5 separate regions of the Mus musculus genome follow, and all the other regions are linked to region 5. A link is a contact called in public HiChIP or PLAC-seq data. All regions are on one chromosome and are shown on one strand. The core of a region is the stretch at or near the end of the contact, and the rest is flanking DNA. Distances in the headings are between cores, read along the strand shown.

Region 1 (5,528 bases), core at 2,218-4,717, 340 kb before region 5:
TCCAAATGTAGGACCCCGAATTGTAGGCATCCTCCATGCCCCATCAACGATGCCTGCTTCCTAGGATTATCAATACACAGAGCGACTTAGCTGCCTTGGGGCATTTGGGTCAATCCCCTGTCCATTCAGGAGCTCAGAGACACAAAGCACAACCTGGAAGGGGCTGAGCCAGTTGTAGAATGGCTCCATCCTTAGACATCAAGGACAGTGTTGATCAGTCTCTGAGGAAATTACAGGAATGCATTCAAGGTAGGTCGATATGATATGATGTGTATGTGCACGTACATGCTATGTGCATGTGTGTGGAGGCTGGAGGAAAACCTAGGATGTTAGTCCTTGCCGTCCACTTTGATTGAGACAGAATTTCTTGTTTGCCACTGCATATCTAGGCTAGCTAGCTCATGAACCTCTGGAAAGTCTCCCATTTCCAGTTCCCATCTTGCTATAAGCATGCTGGGATTACTGGACGCACACCATGGCACCCGGCTTTTGTGCGGGCTATGGGGGACCTGAATTCAAGTCTTCACCCTTGCATGGGAAGAACTTTATTTAACCTGAGATGTCTGCCCAACCTGCTTGGGTTGTTCTTGAATTTAGCTTTGTAGATGAAAACATCATGTTGTAATGTCAAAAGGTTGAACATGTCTGGTGGGTGTTCGGAGATGTGAGCTGCCTTCTTTATTTCTCTGTCAGGGAATAAGCCTGTGTTGCTGATGCCTTCAGAGGAGCCTGGTGGGTGGTGGGGCTATAGAGGAACACTGGATCCAAGCAATAAAAAGCAAGATGAAGCTGTGAGGTGTCTAAGAGCTGGATTCCCTCAGTGAAGAAAGTGTTGCTGTGCAAGTCTGGTGACTAGAGATGGATCTCTGGAACCCACATAATGGTGAATGGAGAGATTCAACACCACAAACTTGTCTTCCTGTCTCCACATGTGTGCTACGGCATGCACTCTCCCCAGTAACAGTAATAATACTAAAAATGCAAGGTGCTTAGGTAAATTTGAATATCACACAAAACTAAACAATTTTTGGAGGGTAAGGGTAAAATCATGTGTGATCATGAGAATACATTTACTTAATAAAATTATTTAATACATTTATATTGAGAAAGTATTTATTGGCTGAAGTTCAAATCTTGGCTGAACACTCTATTTGACTGGCAGCCATATTTGCAGGAGAAGTTGAAACAGACCAAATACTGTAGGAGGCTTCATCAGCAGAGTAGGACCCTGGAGTGGGCTTTGCCCAGCAGCTCAGAAACCTTTCCTGAAATTGGCAGCTCTGACAACACTAGATAGAATTTGGCCAGCTATGGTTTGTTTGTTTGTTTTTTTGTTTTTTTGACTGGCACAATTTTAATTATAAAGTCTATAGCCAATCAAAATGCAGATCAGGGGAACCCACCAGTCCAAGTAGATACATCTACAAAGCAACTCCTGCACCTAAGGTTCAGGGAACATTGCAGAAGACGGGTCACAAAGTCTGTAAGAGCCAGAGGATCAGGGAGTTTGCGGTGGGACTGTGTCTCCAGGAATGTCAGCATCTACACCCATAGAGTCTCATCAACATGACTGCATAGACATGAGCTGAACGAGGAGGACACTAGTGAATGTGACAGGCTGGTTGGGGAAAAGCTCTTGGGGTCTCAACCCTACACAAAGAACTAAAGTCAACCAAGGAGAGCTGGAATGGAGAGGTCTTCACAGGGAAGAAGCCATAGATTGGTTGTCCAGTGTCCAACAGTCAGCCCTGAAAAACATACCTACAGGCAACATGATACAGATTAGACAGGTTATGTTTAGAAATATGTATGTATATAATACACATAGCTGCATGTAATGACAGTTAATAAAAAAGGGAGCATGAATTCAAAGGAGAGTGGGGGAGGGTGTATGGGAAGGATTGGAGGGAAGAAAGGGAAGGGAGAGATATAATTATAATCTCAAAATGTTTTAAAAGGTTTTATCTAGCCAAAACAAATCAGGGGCCTTCAAACATAACTTTATAATTTCTAGTTTCAGCCTCATTTTGTGTATTTTGTGCATGAATGTGGTGACCCCAAAAGCTCATGTGTTAGGTATTGGTCCCCAGCTGGTGGTGATAGTCTGAGTTATTGTGAAACCTTTGGTGTTGTGATTTAACTAGTACAAGTGTCATCATTGGAGGCAGGCCTCCAAGGTGATTTCCACCTCTGGTTCCAGGTGGGTCTGTCTGCTTCTCGATCCTCTAAGATGTGAACAAACCATGGCACAAGCTGCCACCGCCACAGATGGAGCTTCCCCCACCACATGCCTTCCTGACAATCATAGACCGTACGCCCTGAACCTGTGAGCCAAAGTAAAATCTTCCCTTAAGTTGCCTCTTCCAAGTGTGGCACATCTTCCAAGTGTTGCCTCTTATCACATCAACATGATGAATGTATACGCTCTTGCCATGTAGGCAGGCTGGTCTTCAACTGGAGATCCTCTTGGTCCAGCATGTCAAATGTTGAGTGTTGTGATTACAGGCAACATGTGTCTGGATTAGTTCCTGACATTCTTTTAAAAAGATTTATCTTTGTGTGTGTGCATGCACGTGTGTGTGTGAACGTGTGTGTGCCATGTGTTTGAATGTATGTATGCCGTGGACATATGCCACAGACATATGCCACGTGTATGAATGTATGTGTATTCCATATGTATGAATGTGAGTATGTATATATGCCGTATGTGTGTGAGTGTTTTTGTGTACATGTGTATATGCCGTGTGTGTCTATCTGTATGTGTGTATGTGTGCACCATGTGTGGGTGAGTGTGTGTTTGTGTGTGTAGTTTTCACATGTATGTCATGTTTGTGAATTTCCAGAAGAGCCCAGAAGAGGTCTTTGGAACTTATGGAGGTGGCATAACAGGTGGCTGTGAGCCTCCCAGTGCATAGAAATCAAACTTTGTCCTTGGAAAAGCAGCAAGCCCTCTTAGCCACTGATCCATCTCTCTCTAGTCCATCTGGCATTTTCAAGAACAACCAGCTAAGCCCTTGAGACTTGATGATACCAGTTCTATCAGCCATGCCAGGGTCCTCAGTCGAAATCACTGCTACTTTGTCTGGTGGAATCAACCAGTGGCAACAGCCAGCCCACTGATTCAGAGCTCCAGGTTCAGCCCCTGCCAACTCTGACCTTTTACCTCTTTTGATCTCACCACAGGCCGGATCATCCCTTTCTCGTAACAATAGCAAAAATACCAAAAGTCTTCACACAACTGTCTCCTCCATTTCTGTTTCAGGGTCTCCCTTCCTGTCCCATCTCACCCACTTCCTATCGCCATGTGGGTTACCCCTCCTCTACAGCTAGGCTGACTCGAGGCTCGTCCTCACGTGCACAGCTTCCTTCCAGAGATCTCCTAGAATTCCTGGCTCAGATGCTTGCTGCTGGTGCACACACAGATGCTGCCACTTAGCAGAATTTCCTCATCACTCAGATTGGCAAATGGAAAATGTGACTCTCAAGGATTACACACAGCTGAGACTGGGACCCAGGCAGCAGGGAAGAGGGGGGTTTCTCACTCACCCACACGCTCTTGGTGAGGAGCCATCTCCCATGTGCTCTAGGACAGCATCACCATGTGCTCACGGAGACATCTCTCTGACTGGCTGATTGATTGCTAAAATACTTGGCTCTCGAGCAAGGGTGTTTTCACTCTGCCTGGCAAATTCTCTGTATTCTTCTTAGTCCTCTGGAGCTCAGATGAAGGGGAAGCTCTGATATTACCAGAGAGCTTTCAATGGAGTGAGAAGAAGGGATGTGTCTGTGTGCAGAGGAAGAAGGTGCTAAAAGCAGGAACAGGGGAGGGCAGCTTTTCTTTTTATCTGAAACAGAGATAGGTATACTCTTACCCACCTGCCATAGCTGGCCTGAAGCCAGCTGTCTTTATATTTAAAGTTTTTCTAGAGCTTGTTTGTGGGTTGTCAATGGCTGCTTTTGTGTTGTACTGAGAGTTGAGTAGGAACTAGAGAAACAGTGTGGCCTGTCAAATCTAAAATCTTTACTATCTTTTCAGAAAATGTTTTCTGAGAGCTGCAGAGATGGCTTAGCAATGAAGAGCAATTGCTGCTCTCCCAGAGGACCCGAGTTTGATGCTAAGTACCCACATGGCAGCTCACAACTGTCTTTAACTCAAGTTCTAGGGGACTAAATGCTCCTCTGGCTTCCAAGGGCATCAGACATACACATAATTGTGTGTGTGTGTGTGTGTGTGTGTGTGTGTGTAGGCAAATAACCCATATACATGAACACACACACACTCCTTTAGAAAAAGGAAAAAGTTGTCTGTCCTAGGCTCTTTAGTGGTCCCCAGAGTAGACCTTATTATCATCGTTGAACATGGGGAGCTGGCACTTTAAGGAGGGAAGACGGCAGTGCTTGTCCAGGTTCACTACCCTAAGTGTTTGGGGTGAAACTTAAGCTATTGATTGAGAAAATACATCAGCACTTGACCAAATGCCATCAGGATAAATTCACACACACACACACACACACACACACACATACACACACACACACTCATCATGGAGCAAATCCATGTGTCCAGCTCCACCTTCCCAGGGTCCCACAACCCAGCAACTTGAAGGCCATGTTGGCAAGCTACACAGCTCTGTGTGCCTATATCTTTCTAACTGCTGTTTCTTTCCCATGGGATTCTGCAGTTTCCTTCTTAGTAAGTCCTTCAAGATTAACCTTATTGTCTTTTTCTACTCCTGTGTGCTTGTGTTCAACCCCGAACACACTGTCCATCTGCTTACAGACTTACAGGTACCTTGAGAGCTGCAACTTATATTCATGCTTATAGTCTCTGAGGTGTCTACTGGGACATTAGAGTACTGTTGCTTGAGTGGCACCTCATTTTAGGATCCCCAAGGAAAGGAAAGAATACTGCCAAGAGTGATCATTGTTTTCTTAACACTTGGGTCTTAAAGGCACGTTCTTATTTAAATACCATCTATTTCTAATTTTTAAAAGGAATTTTTAAATATCACTACCATGTACACAGCTATAACTAAAAGTCATTGCAGAATTATAATTATTTCACCTTGAGCCTAACTATCACCTCCTCAATTGGCCTTCTGTGACTTGGATTAAGTTAGAGTGAGAAGGTTATGGTGCTGGGTAGACGGTCCAGAGGGCAAAGTGCTTGCTGCAAAAGTGTGAGAACACAGGTTTAGATTCCCTCAGAGAACATGCAGAAAGACAGCATGGTAGTGCATGCCTGTAACACCAGCACTGAGTGGCAGTGCATGCCTATAATACGACTGCTAGGGAGGAAGAGACAGGAAGATCTCTGAGGCTTGCTGGACAGCCAGCTTAGTGAGCTCCAGGGTCAGTGCCAGATGCTGTCTCAAAACAAAAGATGGAGAATGATTGACTAAGGAAGACACCTGATCCAGTCTCTGGCTTCCACACTGGTACCCTTACAAAAACAATGAACACACACACACACTTACTTTCCATCTTCCCCAAAGAACAAGGCTGAGTGTGGTGGGTTTTTTCTAAAA
Region 2 (5,236 bases), core at 1,879-4,378, 320 kb before region 5:
CTGGACTGTACCCCCATGTCAGGTAGTGTGATCCCTGAAGGCTGCCTCCCTTCATTTTCTAGCTTACAAATCTCCTTCCTGTCTTTGTCATTGCTTTTCTCAGAAGAACCATTTGCCAGTTTTCTAGGTAGAGAGACAGGGAAACTGCTGTACCAGAGCTTATGTCCCAGGAGAGAGGTCTGCTATCAGATGGCAGCTGTTTCCCTCAGCCCTGGAAGTGTGCTTGCTGTGAGGCACTGGGACCAGCCCTTAACCTCTGAGTCCTGTTCATCCCAAAACCATCTCCCTGAGTTAGACAGTGTATGTCAAGGCTTTGCTCTGCTGTCTTGCCCACATTGTATGGCTTGGTGTATGGACTTGCTCGGAAATCGTCCTTCTGTAGGAACGTAGATAGACGTTGTTTATGTTTATAATGTGAGTTGATTTCCGGATGGAAAAAGAGATGCGTGCTTTCATCCTGTTTATCATTATTATTATTATTATTATTATTAATGATTTTTTATCTTGTATGCCTATGTGCACGTGTGTGCATGCCATGTAGGGGCCAAGAGGACAATGTTGATGTTATTCTTCAAGTGCTATCCATCTCAATTATTTATTTATTTATTTGGTTTTTCGAGACAGGTTTTCTCTGTGTAGCCCTGGCTGTCCTGGAACTCACTCTGTAGGCCAGGCTGACCACCTTGATCTTTTAAAATTTCAATCTTAAAAAAAAAACAACCAAAAACCTTATTTATTGATTGATTTATTGATTTATTTTATTTTGCCTGTCTGCATTTCTGCGTACTATACTTGTGCCTGACAGAGGCCAGAAGAGGGCACCAGATGCCCTGGAAATGGATCTATAAATGGTTTTGAGCTGTTCTGTAGGTGCTGGGAATAGAAACTGTCCTCTGGAAGAACAGTGCTCTTCATTTAGTTGAACCTTCTCTCTAGGCCCTAGTTTTTAAACTTACCAGAACTTTAAATTCTATTCTTTGATAATTCATATGTGTATACAATGTATCTTTATCAATGTATATCCAACCCAAAGTCTCTCCCCACTCACTGGATCCTACGAATACTTCCTCATTTCCTCTCCTTTTTGGGTGTGGGATTTTTTTAAGGTAGTATTTATCCTTAGAGCCTGGGAATGATCAGGCTAGGTTGTGCAGACAGCTGTACAGACTCTTCTGCCCCTACCTCCCCAGTGCTGGTATAACCAGGATATGCTACCACCCAGGGCTTTTGTTTATGTGTGTTCTTGGGTGTCTAACTCAAGTCCCCATGCTTGCAAGGACAGCACTTTGGATGCCCACCCACCTCCCCAGCCCCTTCTCTGTGACTTTAAGCAACTTTGACTGCACAGCTGTCTTGCGTGTCCCACCCTCCCCCCACCCACATTTTGGAGGTGCATCCAGCTGGCTCCTCTGAACCTGTTCTTTTCATTCTTATCCTTTGCTTCTTTTCCCTGGGCATTCTGGGCTCACTGTCTAGACTGGGGATTCACCGTGGCTTTTCTCACTGTGTGCACCACCCCCTACTCCCACCCCACTCTGCTGGATTCTCACAGCTTCTCCTCGACCAGCACTCCGGCTCCGCAGCAGTGGCTTTATCCCCCCTCAGTGTCTGAGGAAACTGATTCATCGCCTGAGGTTCTGTCTGAGAACTGCTTTCAGACAGCCAGAATCACATTTGAGCCTGTGGGTGGGATCTGGGTTTGGGTCTGGACTTTCTTTTGCTTTGATTAGCTTGGTTTGGCCTCCCTCTGGGATGTGGGTTTGCCTCTATGTTTCTTTTTCTTTCTTTTCTTCTCTCTCTCTCTCTCTCTCTCTCTCTCTCTCTCTCTCTCTCGTATAATTTCATGCCCAGTCTCAGGGTTGATCCAAGAGAAATTCTTGTTGTCAGTGACCCGTAGAACCTCTAGAGTTGGACTATCAGTCCTTAGGAGCTTGTCACCCTCTGTGTCTAGCCAGCTCAGGCCAAAGGTGTGAGTCTGTAGATTAAAGTCATATGATTCCTGTCCCAAGTGGGTATTAGTTAACGGTCTTAGTGGCATTTTTAGGGGTTTTGATGGTGGGAGGAGAAAAATTTCTTTCTGTATAGGAAAACAACTACTCAGTTTGGTCTGGAATTCATTTTCTTTGCCCAATTATTTTCAATCAAGCAGCATTGTGAGGAGGAAGCTACTGTGAACTTGTTTAATAACTCAACATTTGTGCCTTTGTGTTTTTCAATATTCAGAAATATACATTTGTTCCTTTTAAGAGTCCTGACAAGAGCTATGGGGATTTAACAGGAACCAGGCTGCAAGACAGGGGTGGGCCATCCATCACGGTAGAAGGGTCGCTGACAGGTTTAGAAACTGTCTTGGCTACTTTTCCCGTTGCTGTGGCAAAACACCTGACAAGACCAACTGGCAGGGCTATTTTGAAGGTGCAGTTCTTCGTGGTGGGCAGGACACAGTGTGACGAAGGGAGCTCTTCACTCGGCACCCACAGTCTGGAGTCAGAGAGAGAATACTGTGGCTCAGCTTTCCGTCTCCTTCCTGTTTTTATTCATCTGGGGTCCTGTCCCATGGGATGGTGACCACCCCTCATTCAGGGTGGGTCTTCCCTTCTGAGTGAAGCCTCTCTGGAAATGCCCTCAAAGGCACACTCAGAAGCAATTCAAAACTCCCATCAATTTGGCAATAGAGAGTAGCCATTATCATACCCACTAAAGACTCCATGTCCACCCCAGCAACTGAGAACCCCGAGACCCCTACAGGGAAGCGGGAGGCTGTGAGTGCATGACATTCACAGACCAGCAGTGTGCCATGAAGGAGGTAAGCAATACTGTATCAGGCAGGACATGCAAGAACACCACAACCCTGGGAATATGTCCCTGGTGATTTACAGGACATACCCTCAAAGCTCTGCTTCTTCTCTCACTAATAGATGAGGTCTCTGTCCCTCCTTCTCATGCATGGGAGATGACTTTGACCAGTAAGTAAGGGGACTGTGACATTATGTGATATCTGAAACAGGGGGCCTCATGAGGCTATATGGCTTCTGTTTTGAGTTTTGTGTCCTATGCTTCTGGTCTCTGTCACTAGGGAAGTTTGACCACTGTGTGGTGGCCGTGCTGGGAGGAAGCTGAGCCACATGGAGAAGACACGTGAGGCCTCTGGTCAGCAGGCTGGGTCTCTGAGTCAGCTGAGTCCTGGCTCCAGATGCCTGAGAGGTCAGGCATCTAGTTGACTCCAAACCTCAGCTATGGAGTTACCCCAGCTTTTGAGACTTCCCGGCTGAGGCCCAGATATGTGACAGATATCAGCCCTCCTTGCTATGTCCCGTCTGAATTCTTCATGTGTGTGTGTGTGTATATGCATGTACATGTACATATGTTTGGGGGCGTATGTGGAGGTTAGAGGTCAACCTCATGTGTCAGTTTTCAGCCATCCACCTTGTGTTTTGAGATAGGGTCTCTCACTGTCCCAGAACCCATCAAGTAGGCCAGTCTGGGCTGGCCCGTCTCCCAGGGATCCACCTGTTTCTGCCTCCCCGGATCTTTTCTAATTATAAATTTCTAGCCCAGATCTGTCCTACAAACATCGTTGCATATGCAGGCGGCTTCGTACTTTCCTCTGAAATCTAAAAATTTTTACCAGAAACCATTCCAGCGTGTTTATTTTTACTTTCTGCCTGCACTTTCGTACATTTGTGACATTTCTCCAGAAAGGTTTTCCTGAGTGGCTTGATTTTAACTTTGTTCTGCTCTTTGCTTCAGTTTTCAGTTTCGGGGGAGGGGGGACTCTTGGCTCCCATCTGCCCATCATTTGTTTTTGGCCCTTTCTCCCCGATCCCCTTCAGTTCTCTTACTTCCTGCCATTTGCGGTGTTGCGTTCCCATTTATCCTCGCTGCTGATCTTAAGTCTGGATCTTCTGGATTTGCTCTGTTTTTAAAACCCAGTCCTTATTTCTGGATGGCTTCATCCTTTTACTCTTAATACTGTCTTGAATTCTCTACATCGGCTTCTGAGTTTTCCTAACGACCATTTATGATCTCTCCCTTGCCCCTCATCGGAGTCTCACTCAGGAAAACCAAACTTGCCACCACTGAACTACACCCGGAGCTCCCCAGCCCGCCCTTAGATCTGTTTGTTTCTGTCTGTTTTAAGACAGGGTTATACTATATAGCCCTGGCTGTCCTGGAACTAGTTCTGCAGACCAGGCTGGCCTTGAGGTCTCATAGATCCACCTGCCTCTGTCTCCCAAGCGCTGACCAGCCCTTGGAGTTGTGAAGTCGTGCCTTGTTAGGTAGTCAGGCTGTGTTTAGACTTGGCATTCTTCTGCTTCTGATTGGCAAGTGCTGAGACTACAAGTGTGCACCACCTTGCCTGACCTCATGTTTAAAGGTTTAAAATGTAAGAGACCTTTCTTTTAATTATTTACATTTATTCCTTTGTTTGGATGTGCAAGTGCGCCTGCCATGTTGTATGTGGAGGTCAGAGAATTATTTGGGGGAATTGGTTCTCTCCTTTCACCATGTGGTTGCTGGGGATTGAACTCAGGTCATAAGGGTTTGATGCCAAACACCTCTACAGCCCTCTTATCTGCCCCTGCCTGCTATTTATGGAGTGGGTATCTATGAAGTTTTTTTTTTTTTGCTATTCCCCATGACATATATTCTTTATTTCCTTATTGGAGATGATATATATTGCTATAGGTGCCATCCCAGAATATTCTCCAGTCTATATTCAACATGTTAGCTAACATGGTACTTTAAAAGACTTGCATCAGACCCTGTGATGCTGCTCATAAATCTCAATGGCTCTATAGTCCTAGGCAACACACATTTCCTCACATAGGTTTATAAAGGGCTCTGTGTTTCTGCCACATTTCTCCCTACCCTCGATGTCCCTCATAGTTCATTTTAATCTATGTGCCCCCTTGCTTATCATGTCTCAGCTTATGGGCCTCCACATGCTCCTGGGGTACTCCAGGAGAGGCTCTACCACCTACGCACTCACAGCTGCTGTCCCCAGGACCTTCTTGGAACACCTCATCCCCTGTGGTCTTCTGCACCCCGACTTTTCCTGTTTCTTTTTTCTCTCTTGGCTTTTATATCTTATATTCTAATTCCTTACTTTGCGAATGCGAGTCAGAGAGTAAACTTCGGGAAGTATCTGAAAACAAATCCTTCCGGCTCTGTCAAGGGGAAAGGCAGTGGGTTAGAGAAAGAGCAGAGAAGATGGTTAGAGAGAGACACTGTG
Region 3 (5,345 bases), core at 1,430-3,929, 300 kb before region 5:
GTTGATGCAGAACATTCTGGCTCATCCTAAGAGTAGCTTCAGAGGGTGTGAAGGACATCTGATTTGGCTCCTAGATTATTCACCCACTGCAATGACAGTTATGATAAATAAAAACAACCTTAAGTTACCAGCCAGAGGCTGTGAGCTCTCTTGGCTCTGCTTTACCTTGTGTGACCTTCGGGAAGTCATCTGGACCTTGGTTCTCCCAGATGTCTGATGAGATATCAGGATTTTTAAAAAATTTATTTTTAGCTTATGTGTATGAGTTTTTTGTCTACATATGTGTATGTGCACCATGTGCATGCTGGGCACCTGTGGAGGTGAGAAGAAGACTCCGTGGAACCGGGGTTGTAGATGCTTGTGAGCCTCTCTGTAGGTCTTGAGAACCAGATTTGGGTCTTCTATGAGCAGCCAGTACTCTTAGCCACTGAACTCTTTCTCCAGCTCTAGAAACAGGTTGTTTTGTTTTGTTTTCAGGCGATACTTCTATTATCTCCAAGGGTCTAAAATGTGTTTCCGGATGTGAAGGGCTAGAACATTGTGATTTATATATTTTTAAGACACTTGGATCTGTTTGGCTATCCAGAACCATGGTCTGCAGCGGCTAATTTAGTTAATTCCATAATGTCTGCGATCTGGGATTTGATTACTATATTGGATATTTGGTATTTGAGGAGGAAGGTCTGCCATGCCTGTCTCTACCCTTGACCCTGGTCATCTGTCCTGATCCATCCAGCTGTCACCGAATGGAGGCTCCTTAAGAGAATGTAGCCATGTGTGATTCCTCCATGGAACTCAGAAAAATAATCAAAGTCTAGACCATGGGACAGAGAGCACAAGAGGTCATCTTGGATAGACATGACCTGTCAGAGAAACTTCATGTTCATGCTGTCTTCATTTTTTAACATGATTATGTGTGCATACATACAGGGAAGACATGGCTCCACATGGGTGGTGTCTTCAGTCACCTCTCCACCTTACCTTTTGAGACAGGGTCTCTCACTGCACTTGAGCTCACAGATTGGAGAGAGCAGATGTCAGCAAGCACAGACTCTCCCAGTGTGTCTCCCCAGAACCGGGAGCTGTGCTTCACTTACTTCTTATGTGGGCTCTGGGGATTAGAACTTGGATCCCCAAGTTTGTTAACACTAAGCCATTTCATCAGTCCCTGTTGTTGATTGATGTATGGGCTTCATTGGTGTCCATTCTTTGGGAACTTGCTGCATGTTATTCAGAGGGGGTCTAGTCTGCAGGGGCTTTGATGACAGAGGCAACCTTTGTTCATAACTGCAAGGCTGCAAGAGGAAGCCCCATGTCTGTTTGATGGCTCTGCTGTCTACCGGATACAGTCTTTCTAACAGCCAGGGTTTTGAATGACCTGACCTCTTTCCCTCCCTCTGAGACTGGAAGATACCAGCTTCACTTTAGCCAGCTCAGGCAGGGAAGGCTCAGCTAGGAAGATCCTGCCCAGTATAAGGGCTGATGGTGTAGGGGTTGAATACCCAGTGGTGCAATAGTCCCTGGGACCTCCACTGTGGCTTTGTGTCACAGTGATCAGGGGACAGGAGAGGCCAGAGCAGGGAACTGCTCTGTCCAGGCCTGGCGTGCAGTGGTTTCCTGCTTTACTAAGTGGCCGTTGCTCTGTACTGATGATTCATGATGTTTGGAAAGTGTGGCTGTGCGCTGAACAGGGAAGTGAAGAATAACACAGCCAAGGTCAAGGCAGGACAAGACAGGACAGCGCCATTACCAGCCATGCACTGTGTGGAAGATACAGAGGGTGAGGGCAGTAGTAAATCGAGGTCTGGTGGTCCTTGGCAGAGTGAGCCTGTGCTCCCCCTTGCAGGTTTGCAAGTAGTGGTCACCTGTCTGTCGCTGGAAGCCAGTGCTGGTCTTGGCTGAGCTGGGCAAAAGGAGGAAGTGGAGGGTGAGTGAGTCAGCCTTTGTTTCCTCTCTGAGTCAGGGTCGGCTCCATTTCTGAGGTTGGAGCCAGGGGGCACTGTGTGGCTTTCTGTGGATTCTTTGAACTTGTAGTCAACACTGATGATCTGCCCCTTAAGGCCGCTGCCCCTTCAGTGACCTTTTAGATGAGTAAGGGGATTAAGCTGGATCCTGCAGCCCTACCACTAGCCAGACTCCCCTTTGACTCAACTGGAGCTCTTCCTGTGGTCAACGGACAGAGTCCAGGGATAGGTTTCTGGGGCTGTGCCCAGATCAGGGCATCCTTATGCCAGGAGTCAGCTCTGAAGGGGCAGCTGGGTTTGAGAGTCTCTTCTGGTGATGGGTAGTGAGGTCATCTCCCTGGGCTTCAGTCAATCCTTAGGTTGGTGATGCAGTACTAGGAAGACGAACACATGGTTAGGATGGTCATACCAGGAATTTCCACGGACAGTGCAGAGCTGACTGTGGCGGGTCAGGTACAACCTGTTCTAAGAGCATTCCTTGTGCTCAGAGATGAGATTACTCACCCAATGGAGACTTGGGACTCCTTTACAGAACACTTCTATGTCCCTGGGCCTTGGCGCCTACCCATCATCGCCTTAGATGGTTAGCGCTCTGACCTTCCAGCACATTCTTCTTATTTTTTCTTGCACATTGCATGACCAGGCAGATGGTCGGTTGGTCCTGCTCAGCCTAGCAATGTTGGTGGGGCTATGTAGCTGCAAGTAAGAATGCTGTGAGTTGAGGCAGTTGGAGCTTCTGGTACAGCGATAGGCAGGCCAGGGGCTCCCCTTGCTCTCACGCCAGCTTCCTCTGAACTCTGATTCCAATCGCTTGTCTTTGAGAAACTTCCTCTACCTCGGTAGACAACGTAAAAGATGGTGGCTTTCGATACTACGCACGGCCTCACTAGGGAGTGACTGAAAGTTCAAAGTCCCAGACATGGCCTTGGTGGCCTTTGCTAGGGCCAGGTAAATGTCAGTGGTTCCTCCATGGTGGTGGTATGGGGAGTGTTGATCTAATAACTGCTCACATCTGGGCTGTGTGATGAGCAGGTCCTTGCCTAAGACAGACAATGAGGCTCTTCCTGAGTCCCAGCATGAAGATGCAGCCTTTCTGCCCCTGCTCACCTTACCCAGAGCCTAGCAGCGAGGAGTAGGGCCCCATGGCGGGTTCATCTGTCCTTTAAGCTGTTATTTCCTGGGAGGATGTGGTGGTGGGTGAAGGTCTCCTTCTGGAGATACAAGCTTCAGGTAAAAAGCTGTGTGATTTTTTTTTTTTTTTTTTTTTTTTGAGCAGAATTCCTTGGAGAGTGCTCTTTGCAACCAAACGGAAGAACAAAAGGACAATTCTCAGAAGCACACCAAAAACGAAACCAAATAAAAACCCCATAAAAAATCCCTATGGGGTAAAGGAAATACCAGTCTGATGCCTTTTGTGTCTTGTGTTGGGTCATAAAGGGCAGGCTCTCTAAGAGGTGGTGTCAACAGTGGCAATGTGGCAATGTTTGGACTCCAGAGAGAATGCTCTGGAAAACAATAGAAGGTGACACCCACGTGTCTATGTGACTGGCAGCCATCAGGGACAGCCTCATGGCCAGGGCATGTATGGAGCCTGGGAGAGGCACTGGGCAGGAAGGAGCTCAAAGTTTGCACATGGTCACCGAGAGCTGGCAACTGGGCTTGTCCCTTCTGGGCATGACTGATGTCAGAGGATCTCTGACCTCCACTTAGTCACTAGATACCAGTCTGGAACTCTCTTTGAAGATGAAGTAAACACTCACAGTGCTGATAATAACAGCTGGGTGATGTCACACGGTTATCTGTAGCTTGAAGAGCTGCACCTGGGTGCTGGAGTGACTGACAGGCATCAGACTTTCTGTTCCCTCATGGGCCTTCTGCACGAGGGGCCACAGTTTGGGGGCGTGGTTCAGAGGCTGCTTCAAGGATGGAGCTGAGGATGCGGTGACTTTCACTCTTGTTTCAGGAGGTGACAACATGCCAGGGATGGAGCTGTGCTGTCAACCACAGCAGCTGCGTGTGGCCTGTGGCTGGCAGCTCGGCCTACATGGGTACCTGCCATGAGGCTTGTGGGAGATTTCGGTTCTGCTCTGTGGCTTTGAGCAGCAGGGAAGCCATGGTGTGTGTGTGTGTGTGTGTGTGTCTTTATTGGGGTATGTGAACAAGAGCTCACATAGCTCAGGCTGGCCTCAAACACACTAAGTAGCCAAGGCTGGCTGACCTTCAGCTCAGTGCTGAGATCACAAGTGTGCACTGCTATACCCAGCTTCTGTGTGCTGTTTGCTGAGCTCTCTGCCCTGGAGGCAGCTCTGAGCCTTTCAGGACTGACCCATCCAGCTTGTCATTGATTGACTCCTTCTCTAGCTGTCATTTCTCTCCTTGCTGCCGCTCCTTTTGTCTCGATTGCCCTTGACTGAGAATTTGTCTTCCTACTTTCCTTTTGTGAGGGTGAGAGCTCTGACCTCATGGTGTGGCCTCACTGGGTCTTAGAAGGAGATCGAGGTAAAAGCTTGTTGCAGGGAGACCTCACGAAATCCATCTGCTGCTTTGTGAGAAGAGGCTGAGCAGGTCGGGTTGCAAACATGGCTTGGCAGCTAAGGGCAATGAAGCCTCTTGCAGAGGATCCAAGTTCAGTTCTCAGCACCAATGACAGGTTGCTCACAGTAGCCTGTAACTTCAGCTTTGGAGGGTCTGACACTTTTTTGGGAACCTACACTTATGTACACACACAGATACACACACACACACATACACACACAGAGACATACACATGCACACATCACACATATGTACACACAGAGACACACCCACACCATACCAACCACTCTCACACACATATACACACATACACACACACATACACAAATATATACACACAAGTATATACACACTTCACACACACACATACAGATACAAATATATACAGATAGACACATGCACATACCACACACATGCAAACACACACACACACATACACACCACACCACACCACATTAACTACAAACACATCCATACACACACTCATACACATACATTCATACACACACATATAGTACAGACATAGACAGACACATCATACACACACCACACATATACACACATACACAGACCTACCCACACCACACCACACCACACCACACCACACCACACCACACTAACCGAAAACATATCCATACACACACACACACACACACACACACACACACAGATACAATCAATACTTAGAGAGAGAGAGAGAGAGAGAGAGAGAGAGAGAGAGAGAGAGAGAGAGAGAGGAGTTCAAGGCACCATATCTCAACGGGTTGTTCATCACATACCAGGTGTCAGGTGTTGCAGAGCATTCGGAGACAAAAGCAAAGGAGCACAAGGAAAGAGGAACAGGAA
Region 4 (5,546 bases), core at 719-3,218, 420 kb before region 5:
GTGAGTTCCAGGACAGCCAGGGCTACACAGAGAAACCCTGTCTCAACCCCCTCCCGCCAAAAAAAAAAGTTTCTGGGCATGTCAGCTGATTCAGACTCCTGTAGAGTTTTGCTAAGACAGACTCACAAGGTGTTTTGCTGAGGCAAGACCTATGGGAGGACACATAATGTTTACAGGGATGATGACGAGGGTGGTGGTGGTTTGCATAGCTAGTTTTGCAACACTTCTTTGGTCTCAAGTCTTAGGTAATCTTCACTTCATTGAAGTGTCTATTTCCACCTCTGCAACCATACTGTAACCCCTACTGATGCAGGATACAGGCTGCCCCCAGAGAATGATTGGAGGGCTTATACCTGGAGACTCACTCCATGCATTTATGGCCTGGTTGTAAATACGACTGAGGATTTTTATGTCTTCAACCAGCTAGCACCTCCAATCAATCAAGTTAAATGTGGCCATTTCTGCTGTGTTACTAGGTTCTCTTCCTTAACATAGGGCTGGCTGGAGCTGCTAGTGCAGGGGCCTCGGAAACCTCTCAAGGGTTAGAGTTGGCCCATTACTGAAAGGGAGGAATGAGAAGCCTAGGCTGACTCCGTGACAGACTTCAAATAGGAGTTTAGGAGACCAGGCCTAAAAACTGGGCAAGTCCAGACAAGTCAATTACTAACAGGAAAAAGCCCAGGCTCCAGCTTTCATGCCCAGGTAATGGAATGTCCCAGCCACCTGGCCTGAAGCAAGCACAATGGGTCAGCAGCAGTTTCCAGAGTTCCTCAGTAACAGTTCCCAGACCTCCCCAGCAAGTTTCCAGCCCCCACATCCCAGTAATGGAATGTCAGTATCCCTAGAGATAGACCCAACATATTAACATAGAGGTCACCTACCCCAGCATTCCCTAATGTGCTTTAAATCTGGCCTGCAAGCTCACTTGGGTGTCTCTCTATCTTGGTAACTGGGGAGATCCCAACATGCTGGACTTCCTGCAGGCAAAAGAGGCTACGACCGCATATCCCAGAATAGCCTCAAAATCATGGCCAAGCTCTACCTAGGCCCTAGAGAACAGGGATTACAAATATAAGCCACTATTAAAAAAAAATCTAAGTATGAATTTACTTAAAGAATGACGGGAGGTGGGGAGGGGGCTGGTGAGATGGCTCAGTGGATAAGAGCACTGACTGCTCTTCCTCAGAAGGTCTTGAGTTCAAATCCCAGGAACCACATGGTGGCTCACATCCATCCATAATGAGATCTGACACCCTCTTCTGGTGTGTCTGAAGACAGCTACAATGTACTTATGTATAATAATAAATAAATATAAAAATAAATGACAGGGCGGCTTTGAAGACGGAATAGTACAAGGATGTGACCAGTTAAACTGTGATCCCAAATACTTGTTTTCTGCCGACTTTGAAACGTCAAACTTCGGGAAAGGTGTACCCTTCCCCGACTGCTAAGACACATCCCTGTAGCCCCATTTCTCTTGGAAACCTCCTTCCTTAATGAGCTGTGGCCGACAGCCTTCCCTAAGCCTGGGGGGCGGGGGGGCTTGTTTTATTTGAGACGAGGTAGCTATGCTGGAGCCATGTGGTTTTAGCCGGTCCTGGAAATCGAGGTAATCCGGCTACTTCGAGCCCCAAATTCTGGGATTAAAGACCTAAGCCACTATGTCAGGTTTTAGCTGACCCTCGTACTAACACGAGGCCTCAGCTACTCGTGAGACTTGCTGCACTCCCTCAGCCTAGGTTTCCCTGAGACGCCTGCGGACTGCAAAACCATTAGTATTAAGCATAGCGCGGCTCCTGCGCAGCCACGGGCTGAATGGGGAGAGGGGGTGTGGTCCTGAGCGGAAGAGCTCAGCCTTAGAACGGAAGTAGTCGGAACCCGGAGGCTGCCGGAACCCGGAACCAGAGGGAACGCATGACTAGTCGGATCCCAGAAGCGCGGACCTAGGACTTCCATCCCGGAAGCTCAGTTTTCAGCATGGCTCTGGGAGGGGAGGAACGCAAGAGAAGGAAGGGCTCGGAGCGGAGGTGAGTGGCGGCGGGCGTTGGTGTGGATGGGTTGGCGGTGAGTGGCGCGGCGTGGCTGAAGAGTGCTCTTGTGTTTGCAGACAGAGCTCTGGAGACGGCGTGAGCTGTGCGGCCAGCGACTACCTGGTGGGACAGGTCGCCGACAGCTTGCGGGGCGGCCCGCGGCCTCCTGGAGGCGGGACGGGGCGGCTGGCCGCTCTCTTCAGCACCGCGGAGCCATCGGCTCCTCCTGTATTTGTGCCTGTGCCCCAGGTGAGTCGCCGGGCTGCACCCTGAGTATCCCGGTAGAGAGAGATGTAGAGGGTCACTCTCCTGACAGCAGTGACTGTCTGGTCCTTTGAGCAGGGCTAGCGCTTCACCCTCAGCCTATTTGATTGGCAGGGTCACCTGTAGACCGTGTAAGCCTCAAATTTCAGTTATGTATCCGAGGATGAACTAAACTCCTGATCCTTCTCCAGCCTTGAGTTCTGAGATTACAGAGTCGCTCCCACCATGTCCGACTTGACTTTTTTATTTTGAGACAGGATCACACTAGTTGCGCACGCTTAGAATACACGGTAACCCAGATTCTATATTCCTGCCTCACCTTTCCACTGAATGGCTGGTGCTGCAAGAATATTCTGCTTCTCTCCGTAACCCGTGAAGAAGTATCCATGTAGAAAGGCACATCGGAGTACTGCTCAGGGACTTGGAGACGGAGGGACTTTGCTATGTAGCTCTGGCTGGCCTGGCACAGTTCCTCCTGCCTCTATTCCTGAATACTGGAATTACAGATATAAGCCACAACACACAGCTTTAGGGTCAGGATTTTTTTTTTTTTTAAAGTTTGAGGTTTTAAATATGACTTCAAACTTTTGAAAGGAAACATCTAAAAAAAGAAAACTTGATGATGATGATGATGATGAAGAAGAGAGTGTGTCCCAAACTAAAAAGCCAGTTTTGCAAGAGCCTTCGAGAAAAGTGAAAGTGAAGAAACTCTCTGATGCAGACAAAAGACTGGCAAACAGGTTGGTAGAAATCTCCTTTTTGCTATATTAAATACCTCAGGCAGTTTTTTTTTTTTTTTTTTTAATGTTCATCTTAATTTTTTTCACTGCATATTCTGAAATTTAAAAAATACATTATACAAAGTCTCATACAGGGTTAAAAGATACAAGAAAGCCATTTATCCTAAGCGAACAGATACTGGTAGATCAGCTTTTTAGGTCTTTGTGTCCATCACTGCTTCTTGATTCTGAGCCAGCCTTGTTAGGACTTTAACCCCTTCTCTGTTTTCTGAGTTGGGATTTCTGAGTTAGTGTGTCTGTCAAATGTGAATTTGGTTTTCATAGGAACCAAATTTCCCTTACTAACTTAAAATTCCTTTTACATAATATTTGAGTTAGTATCCAAACAGATACACTACTTTTCTATTGAGTGTTCCTCATTCTTTCTTGGAGACTTCTTGCATCCCAGGTGGACCTTAAACTCACTCTGCAACCTAAGCTGTACTTCAGCTTCCACAAACCCTTGGCTCTCAATTCCTTCTCGCTGCTTCAAGCCTATTTTCTTTTCCCATTTTTACACTCTCCTCTTTCAGTAAAACCTTCAGTAGTTATTACGTTTGTTGTCTGCATGTGTGTCAGTGCATTCCTGTCAAGGTGGCCTGTGGAAGGACCAGCTCCTAGGAGTCCATTCGCTGTCTGGCTGCAGGACAGGTGCCTTTGCCTGCTGAGCCACTACACTAGTTCCCCACCACCCTCACACCCTCTGAGGACTGTGCGCTGCTTCCACTCGGTGACTGCTTTCTCGAAGCTTTACATTCCAAGCTTTCTGTTCCCTTCTCTGTTTTGTCTCTGAATTAAGATGAACACCTTTCCTGAGCTTGCAATTAGGAAACGGCTTCTTCTTGGAGTTCTTGTCAGTCACCTCGCAGCAGTTCTTCATGGGCACTGCTGTGTGTCGGCCCTGAGCATTAGACCTGTTCCGTCTTTTTGATTGCCTGTATCTGCACCTGTACATTTCTTGTTTACCTTAAGATAGTGCTCCTTGAGGCTAGAGGTGTGCCTCACTTGGTGGAGTGTTCCTTGTCTAAACCGTGCATGGTAACATATACTTGCAGTCTCCCAGCACTTGGAAGGTGGTGGTTCTTGGATCGGACACTCAGAGTTATCCTACACCATATATAGTGAGTTTGAAGCCAGCCTAGGTTGCATGCCACCTTCCTTAAATCAAAACCCAAAAAGCAAAATAAAATGCTTCAAACTGAAACCCTCCTGTGTTAATGGTACTTCACGTCTAGATAAGTGCCTAAGCCAGTGCTGCAGGGGTTACCCTGTGCTCTCACCTCTTCACACACAGCTACTCAGCTGCTAAGTCCTGAAGCTGTCGTCTTTTTTTTTCTTTCTTTTTTAATGAAAAGACAGTCTAACTGTATTTCTCTATTGCCGCAGACCCTCTGGGTCCCTTTGTCTTCGTGGATGGGTCTCTGGGTGCAGATGGGCAAGGAGTTGGCGAATGACAGACAGACGCAGACAGGAGGTTGTGTAGAATCTGAATGTATTGTCAGGTCGAGCATCAAACTTTTTATACAGCAGAATAGCAAGGAACCAGACAAGATACAATCCACCAAGTTACTGTGACGCAATACAAAAGGAATGTATACATCAAAAGAAGGCGGGAACTAGGCCACTGCCACTCAGAAGGGAGCCAGGTGTAAAGCTAGTCTATTGTTAAGACCACCACCAGGGGTTTAGCAGACCTTCTCATGAATACTGCAATACCTCAACCCTCCTATTTCCTGGGCTCTGATAATTTCTAGTAACTTTTAAGTATCTGTGGAGAATCTCCATTCGTCAGAAGAATTCAACAGCTTGCTTCTAATATGCAATGTAGCCTGTACTGAAGATTTCTATCTCAGTGGGATTCCCTGGCTCTTTTTTGGTAAACACTCTGTAGACCAGCACTGAGCTACTGGATCCATCTTTTGTAATGCTTAATTAGTTACTGAATAGGTAACTTCCTTACTGCATTTCTACCGGATTCCAAGCTCTCGTTGGCTTCTGGCATGTTGGAACACAGGTGGGAGACTTAATTATATCAGAATTCAATCTTAAAAGGTACTTATAATAAAATAATACTAAAAGGGAGCACATGGATCCGAACACCAGATTAACGCGGGAATAGGGTATGAGTATACAGGTTAATGAGAACGCCAAAACTCCAGGAGGTGAGTTTCCGTGAAACTCTGCCTCATGAGTGCTTCCAGGCCTCTCGGCCTGCCAAGCAAACTTCACTGGAGTGTGCGTAGCACTCTATGCCAGTCTGAACTTAAGATCCTCCTGCCTTACCTTCTCAAGTCCAGTCACTATTCTTTAATTCTGTTAATCTGCCTTCGTTCCATCTCCATCCTTGTTCTGGCCTGCTATTTTTGTGTGTGTTGTCATGACAATATCTTTGTTCATGTTTATACATCTTGTTCATTTCTTATCTTCTCCATTGCATGATTGACTTGGGTCTGTGTGTGTGCCTGCCTGCCCT
Region 5 (5,446 bases), core at 771-3,270:
CAGAGAGGCCCCATGTGCTTGATGGGAACACAGTCCTAGAAGACCCTGCTAAGCAACTCCGTGGGGGAAGTGCCTGTCACCCAGGAGGAGTTCTAATGGACTGTTCTCTTCAACCATTGCAAAGGGTAGAAGACCCTGCTAAGCAACTCCATGGGGGAAGTGCCTTCACCCAGGAGGAGTTCTAATGGACTGTTCTCTTCAACCATTGCAAAGGGTCAGATGAGTATGGGCTAGGGCCCTTTAATTCACAAACCCAGTAGAAGGCAAAGGGCAATTCTGCCAGAGAACCACAAAACATGACTGGGGAAGAGGCTCAGTCAGTAAATGTTTGCCTTGTGAGCTTGAGATCATGGATTCGATTCTCAGAACCACGTGAAAAACTTGGTTGTAGCAAGGTGCACATGTAATTCCAGCACTGGGAAACAGAAACGGACCGATCCTTGGGACTTCCTGGGCTGCCAGACTATTGGGGAGACCTGGGTTCTAGTGAAAGACACTGTCTCAAAATGCAATGGTGGCTAGGCATGGTGGCACACACCCTTAACCCTAACACTAGGGAAGCAGAGGCAAGCAGATCTCTGTGAATTCACGGCAAGCCTGGTCTACATAGTGAGTTCTGGACCTGCCGGGAATACAGTGTGGGGAAAAAAAAAAATCACAAAACCAAAACAACAACAACAAAAATGTCTGGTAAGTAGTACTTGAGGAGGAACAAAAGCCAGCACCAGTCCTCTGGTCTGCTCACTTACAGGCATGAACACACACTCACAGGTGAACTCACGTTCACACCCAGTTCATGAACACACACACACACACACACACACACACACACACACCACACCATATCCGGAATCCTCACTTATAAAAGATTCCTGTAGCATACATGAGTAAGTTAGTGTGAAGGCCACCTTGGGATAAAATTATAAGCACAGCACTACAGTTACAGGAGCTTGCTGTGCCTGGCATTGCTTCCATCAGTGTATAGATCATGAAGCAGGTCAATAACTCTCACTGCCCATCCCCAGATTCTCCCTAACTCCACAGAGCTTAAGGCAGCCAAGCTCTGGGAGCTGAAAGGTGAGGCAGGACACTGGTGCTGGAGACATGGACACTGATCAAGGGCCCCTCTGTTCTGTTATTGCAAAAGTGCCAATCACTGGTCCTATTTCACTGGACAACAAAGGGTGATACCTTGTTGCTGGGGTCGACCAGTTAGCCTGGGAGGAAGGCGGTGTTGAGGGGACTTTGCCAATGTGTCAATAGAATAAGCAGGGTGATAGGGTGACTGTGTCATCTCCACTTGACTTTTCACATGCCCAAGGGCGCGGGTCACCAGCCTGGTGATTGACAGCTCATCTTTTTTCAAGGAATAACTTACAGACATCATCAAGGGCAACTGCTGAAGGAGAAATCAGAAGCATATAGTCCCGGGATTCCGCCAAGGTCTCTGCTGATGTTTTTACAGTTTACTAACCTGTTTTTTAAGTGATTTATTAGCATATGTGTATGCATTTACGATGTGTGCCTGTGGAGGTCAGCTCTCCTTGAACTGTGCGTTCCAGAGGTTGAACTCTAGCCCTCGAGTTTACACAGCAGAGTCATCCCGCTAGCCTCAGGAACGCTTTACACTTATTGCTATATTTTTCTTTTATTTCACTGAGACAAGATCTCACGTAGCTCAGGCTAGCCTCACACTGGGAAATAACTTGAATTTCCGATCCTCCTGCCTCCACCTTCCTAGTGCTGGGGTTACAGGTGTAATCAATCAAATCAGGGTTGATTCTTATTACGACTGGGTCTGAGGTTAGGTCTCCATTCTCCTTTTGCACACGGAGAGATTTCCAAATCTCCAGGGAGTGTCAAGTCACCCGGACACCCAGTTCTCCCGTGGCTCCAGCCCCAATCTGGCAGACAGCTCTGTGTCTTTTTTTTTTTTTTTTTGGAGTGTGTGTCATTCAGTGCCTGTACCAGAGCCATGACTCAGCATATGAGTGGCCGCCTTTCCCCCAGTGTGACATGTCACCCAAATTTCAATGCCTCAGCATGCATCCTGCCCTGTGGCTGATCAACGAGGCAGCCAGAGAAGGAAACTAGAGTGAATTCTCTGTTTCTGAGTCAGAGCGGGAGTTCTGCCAGCCTAGCCGGAACATGCCACACTCACCCTTACACCTTGCACAATCCTCAGAGGATTGAAACTGTTTTATTCATTTTCAGCCCCATCCCTTCCCTCACCTCAGCCCTCAAGGAAAGAGGGCAGAACTACAGATCTATTTTTACCTACTAGACCTTGAATGGGGTCGTTGCAGGGCCTCAACATGGTTAAAGTGGAACATTTGTGTCCACGGAGTTTGACTTGCTGCTGTTGAGAGTCTGCGTTGCACATTAAGACTCTGACCACATAGCGGCTGGGTGGTCCCTGCTCAACCCATTGTCATGGAGACAGTGAAGGTTTTAGGGGCTGGATTTTTGAGCCCTACTTTCCTGATCTGGAGTTGGGAGGACAAGACAGCTCTTTTTAGGGGCTGGGAGGACAGTTAAGTTGGTAAAGTGCTAGCATAAGGACTGAGGTGATATATTTAGGACCCCATGAGGCAGTACGTCCTATAAGCCCAGCTCTGGGAAGATGGAAATAGGAGATCATTGGGGCTAACTGACCAGCCTGTCCAGCTGAATTATGAGCTCCAGATTCAGTGAGAGACCCTATCCCCAAAATATATAATAATAATGTCAATAACAATAGTTGTAATAATAATAATAATAATAAGAAGAAGAAGAAGAAGAAGAGGAAGAAGAAGAGGAAGAAGAGGAGGAGGAGGAGGAGGAGGAGGAGGAGGAGGACAAAGAAGAAGAAGAAGAAGAAGAAGAAGAAGAAGAAGAAGAAGAAGAAGAAGAAGAAGAAGAAGAAGAAGAAGAAGGTGGAAAGCTGTGAAGAGATGCACAGCATCAGTCTCTGGTTTCTATGCAAGTGTGAACACACACACACATAGGAAACAGAGCCAGGGTTATATTGGCCTAGGAATTTATTCATGTAAAAGAAGTCCCAGAGTCATTATTATGGGGAGCAAGGTGGTGGTGGCGGAGGGGAGGAAGCTCTGAGTTACACATAGTGACCAGTGTGGGGTGCCATTTGTTATGCTGGGCTTTGCCTCCTGACTGCTTTGTTCCCAGAAATAACAACTCTGAGACTAATTATTTATTAATAAATGATTAGCCATAGCCTCGGCTCTGCCCCATGACCAGCTCATATCTCAATAATCCAGTTTATTCTATGTTCTTCTACTGGTTACCTACTACTCTGCAGGTTCATTGTCTTCCTCTCTGTCTAAGAGAATGAATCTCTTGCCTCTGACTCTGTCCCATAATTCTCTACCCTCCTCTCTCCTGGAACTCCCACCTCCCATTTCCGGCCACAGCTCATTGGCTAAGGGCTTTTTTTTTTTTTTTTCTGACAGGTGAATGCTTTTTTTTTTTTTTTAAGATTTATTTATTATATGTAAGTACACTGTAGCTGTCTTCAGACACTCCAGAAGAGGGCGTTAGATCTTGTTACAGATGGTTGTGAGCCACCATGTGGTTGCTGGGATTTGAACTCCAGACCTTTGGAAAAGCAGTCGGGTGTTCTTAGCCACTGAGCCATCTCACCAGCCCAGGTGAATGCTTTTAAACAGTGCACAAGAGTCTCCATACAGAGGGAATTCAGTATTAATCATTGGGAAATTATCAATGCATTTATATATTCTTTAGCTCAATTTAGGATTTTAAAGATATAATCTGGTATCTTTCATACATCTACTAATTATGAGCTGGGCCAGGTAGCACAGACCTACGATCCCCAAGACTCAGGAAGCTGAGGCAGGAGACTCAAAAGTTTAAGACCAGCCTGGGAAACTCAAGGCACTGTCTCAAAAAAACTTTATAAATACATATTTAAACGGGACTGGGACTTTCTAAATGGGGCCGACAGCTGGGGTGTGATGCACCTTTGACTTCTATTTCTCTGAACCCCAAAGGGAGCTTTCAAGCATGCAGTTCCCTGAAGCAGTCCAGGAGGGGAGCTGAGCTGTCTCCGAAAATGTGAAGCTCCAGCAGACCTCAAGCAGGGTCACAAGGCCTCAAGATAACACAGCTTCTTTTCTGTCATCCTCTTGTTCTTTCTTTGAGCAGTAACATCAGGAAACAAGCTCATGAGACTGGCTTTGGTTCATGTCAGGCCAAAGTGTGGGGCAGCAGCTTAGCTGTGGTCAGTTTGCCCCAGGCTAGGCACCAAAGTCAAGACTATAGAGCATGCGAGTCCAGCAAGATGCCTGTCCCCTCCAGCAGGCAGCAATCAGGGACAAGCTTACACTGTTATGAAAATATGAGAGGCAGACTTCCTCCTAACTAAGGTTCCAATGTGTGGGTGTGTGCGTGCTTTTGTGTGTGTGTATACATACATATATATGTGTGTGTGTGTGTGTGTGTGTGTGGTTTGTGAGTATGTGTTTGTGTGTACGTATGTGTGTGTGTGTTTGTGTGGTGTGTGTGTTTTTTTCTGTGTGCATTTTTGTGTATGTGGTGTGGTGTATATGTATGTATGTGTGTGTGGTATATGTGTGATATGTGGTGTGTATGAATGTGTGTTTGCTTGTGTGTGTTTGTGTATGTATGTGTTTGTGTGTATAGTATGGTGTATCTGTGTGGTGTGTGTGTGTATGTGTGGGGTATGTGGTGTGTATGTATGTATGAGGTGTGTGTGTGTGTGTGTGTGTGTGTGTGTGTGTGTGTGTGTGTGTGGTATGTGCACAAACATGATAAGGGACTTAGGCAAGCACCTCATTGACTGAGCCATGTTCCCAGATCCAGGTACAATGTCCCTATTAAACCAGCGCAAGCTCAGACCACCAGCCGCTTGGTTCAGGACACACCAGGAAGCCAGTTTCCAGCTAGGCCTTGCCCCATTTTCAATCCCAAGTAGGATTTCTACCCCACAAGGCAGTGTAATTGGCCCCAACATCTGAGAATCTTTCTTCCCAAGCCTGTGAGTTCCAATGCTTCTGTTCTCTGAAGACTCAAGGAGCCCAGCAGGGAAGGGAAGGGGGGTGGCTTGGCTAGAAATGCTCTCAGCTACTGCCAGTGGCTCCCCTGGTGGAGATGATTCACGGGGTGCTGATAGTTCCTGAATGTAGAGGCAGCTTCCTCAAATGAGTCTGCAGCTACTAGGGAAGCGGTAGGGAAAGGTCTTCAGAGCCCTGTTTAGTGGACAGTGGAGGGAGGAAGGGTGGGTGAAGGAATGTGGAGAGTCCTGGAGGGCTGCCACTAGCCAGAGCTGGTGACAAAATAATCTATCAGTCTTCTACAGGGAGCCAAATATGGTGCTAGGGCCCCGCAGGTGATAAACAATGGCCTCATTGTGGCTTGACCAGAAGAGACCTTGCAGATGAATGTTGGGATAGCCTGGTGTCAATCC

The links. HiChIP or PLAC-seq counts read pairs in DNA pulled down with a chosen protein or histone mark.
Region 1: a BATF HiChIP or PLAC-seq map of CD8 T cells shows a contact between it and region 5, with 6 read pairs. The contact joins two enhancer-like sites. A contact is called at or near these places in 12 of 484 Hi-C or Micro-C datasets (the G1E-ER4 cell line, bone marrow-derived macrophages, centroblasts and 3 more), 17 of 115 datasets of contacts at active chromatin or transcription factors (the 230-238 cell line, CD4 T cells, CD8 T cells and 11 more) and 1 of 9 other capture datasets (embryonic stem cells).
Region 2: an H3K4me3 HiChIP or PLAC-seq map of bone marrow-derived macrophages shows a contact between it and region 5, with 7 times the contacts expected there. The contact joins two enhancer-like sites. A contact is called at or near these places in 1 of 15 datasets of contacts at CTCF or cohesin (pro-B cells), 6 of 484 Hi-C or Micro-C datasets (the G1E-ER4 cell line, bone marrow-derived macrophages and embryonic stem cells) and 19 of 115 datasets of contacts at active chromatin or transcription factors (the 230-238 cell line, CD8 T cells, the HPC-7 cell line and 10 more).
Region 3: a FOXA1 HiChIP or PLAC-seq map of pancreatic cancer cells shows a contact between it and region 5. The contact joins the promoter of A630001O12Rik here to the enhancer-like site in region 5. A contact is called at or near these places in 1 of 15 datasets of contacts at CTCF or cohesin (pro-B cells), 7 of 484 Hi-C or Micro-C datasets (bone marrow-derived macrophages, cardiomyocytes, embryonic fibroblasts and 2 more), 19 of 115 datasets of contacts at active chromatin or transcription factors (the 230-238 cell line, CD8 T cells, the HPC-7 cell line and 13 more) and 1 of 9 other capture datasets (bone marrow-derived macrophages).
Region 4: an H3K4me3 HiChIP or PLAC-seq map of bone marrow-derived macrophages shows a contact between it and region 5, with 9 times the contacts expected there. The contact joins the promoter of Rbm34 here to the enhancer-like site in region 5. A contact is called at or near these places in 12 of 39 promoter capture datasets (the 3T3-L1 cell line, the C10 cell line, HPC-7-derived erythroid cells and 7 more), 1 of 484 Hi-C or Micro-C datasets (the G1E-ER4 cell line), 6 of 115 datasets of contacts at active chromatin or transcription factors (bone marrow-derived macrophages, embryonic limb bud, embryonic stem cells and 2 more) and 4 of 9 other capture datasets (adipose tissue, embryonic stem cells, liver and 1 more).

What each region holds. Positions count from the first base shown.
Region 1 is chr8:126,893,255-126,898,782 of GRCm38.p6, reverse strand. The region is part of intron 1 of Gm31718 (a long non-coding RNA gene); the gene reads left to right. Among named protein-coding and RNA genes, the nearest start is that of Gm31718, 12 kb to the left of the region's middle. Within about 2 kb of position 3,467, at least 67 of the 459 cell types and tissues checked have an H3K27ac peak or open chromatin away from gene starts, as enhancers often do. A contact at or near this core is called in CD8 T cells and fibro-adipogenic progenitors, where this site is marked.
Region 2 is chr8:126,870,658-126,875,893 of GRCm38.p6, reverse strand. The region is part of intron 1 of Gm31718 (a long non-coding RNA gene); the gene reads left to right. Among named protein-coding and RNA genes, the nearest start is that of A630001O12Rik, 24 kb to the right of the region's middle. Within about 2 kb of position 3,128, at least 42 of the 459 cell types and tissues checked have an H3K27ac peak or open chromatin away from gene starts, as enhancers often do. A contact at or near this core is called in acute myeloid leukemia, bone marrow-derived macrophages and fibro-adipogenic progenitors, where this site is marked.
Region 3 is chr8:126,846,354-126,851,698 of GRCm38.p6, reverse strand. A630001O12Rik (RIKEN cDNA A630001O12 gene) reads right to left here and starts at 2,679. Exons shown (of 2, transcript NR_151740.1): 1 at 2,469-2,679; 2 at 1-2,338. The region is part of intron 1 of Gm31718 (a long non-coding RNA gene); the gene reads left to right.
Region 4 is chr8:126,967,471-126,973,016 of GRCm38.p6, reverse strand. It overlaps Rbm34 (RNA binding motif protein 34), which reads left to right and starts at 1,968. Exons shown (of 11, transcript NM_172762.3): 1 at 1,968-2,027; 2 at 2,108-2,279; 3 at 2,889-3,034. The coding sequence starts at 1,978.
Region 5 is chr8:126,547,790-126,553,235 of GRCm38.p6, reverse strand. No RefSeq gene overlaps it. Among named protein-coding and RNA genes, the nearest start is that of Gm39286, 21 kb to the left of the region's middle. Within about 2 kb of position 2,020, at least 122 of the 459 cell types and tissues checked have an H3K27ac peak or open chromatin away from gene starts, as enhancers often do. A contact at or near this core is called in CD8 T cells, the HPC-7 cell line, the NIH/3T3 cell line and 11 more, where this site is marked.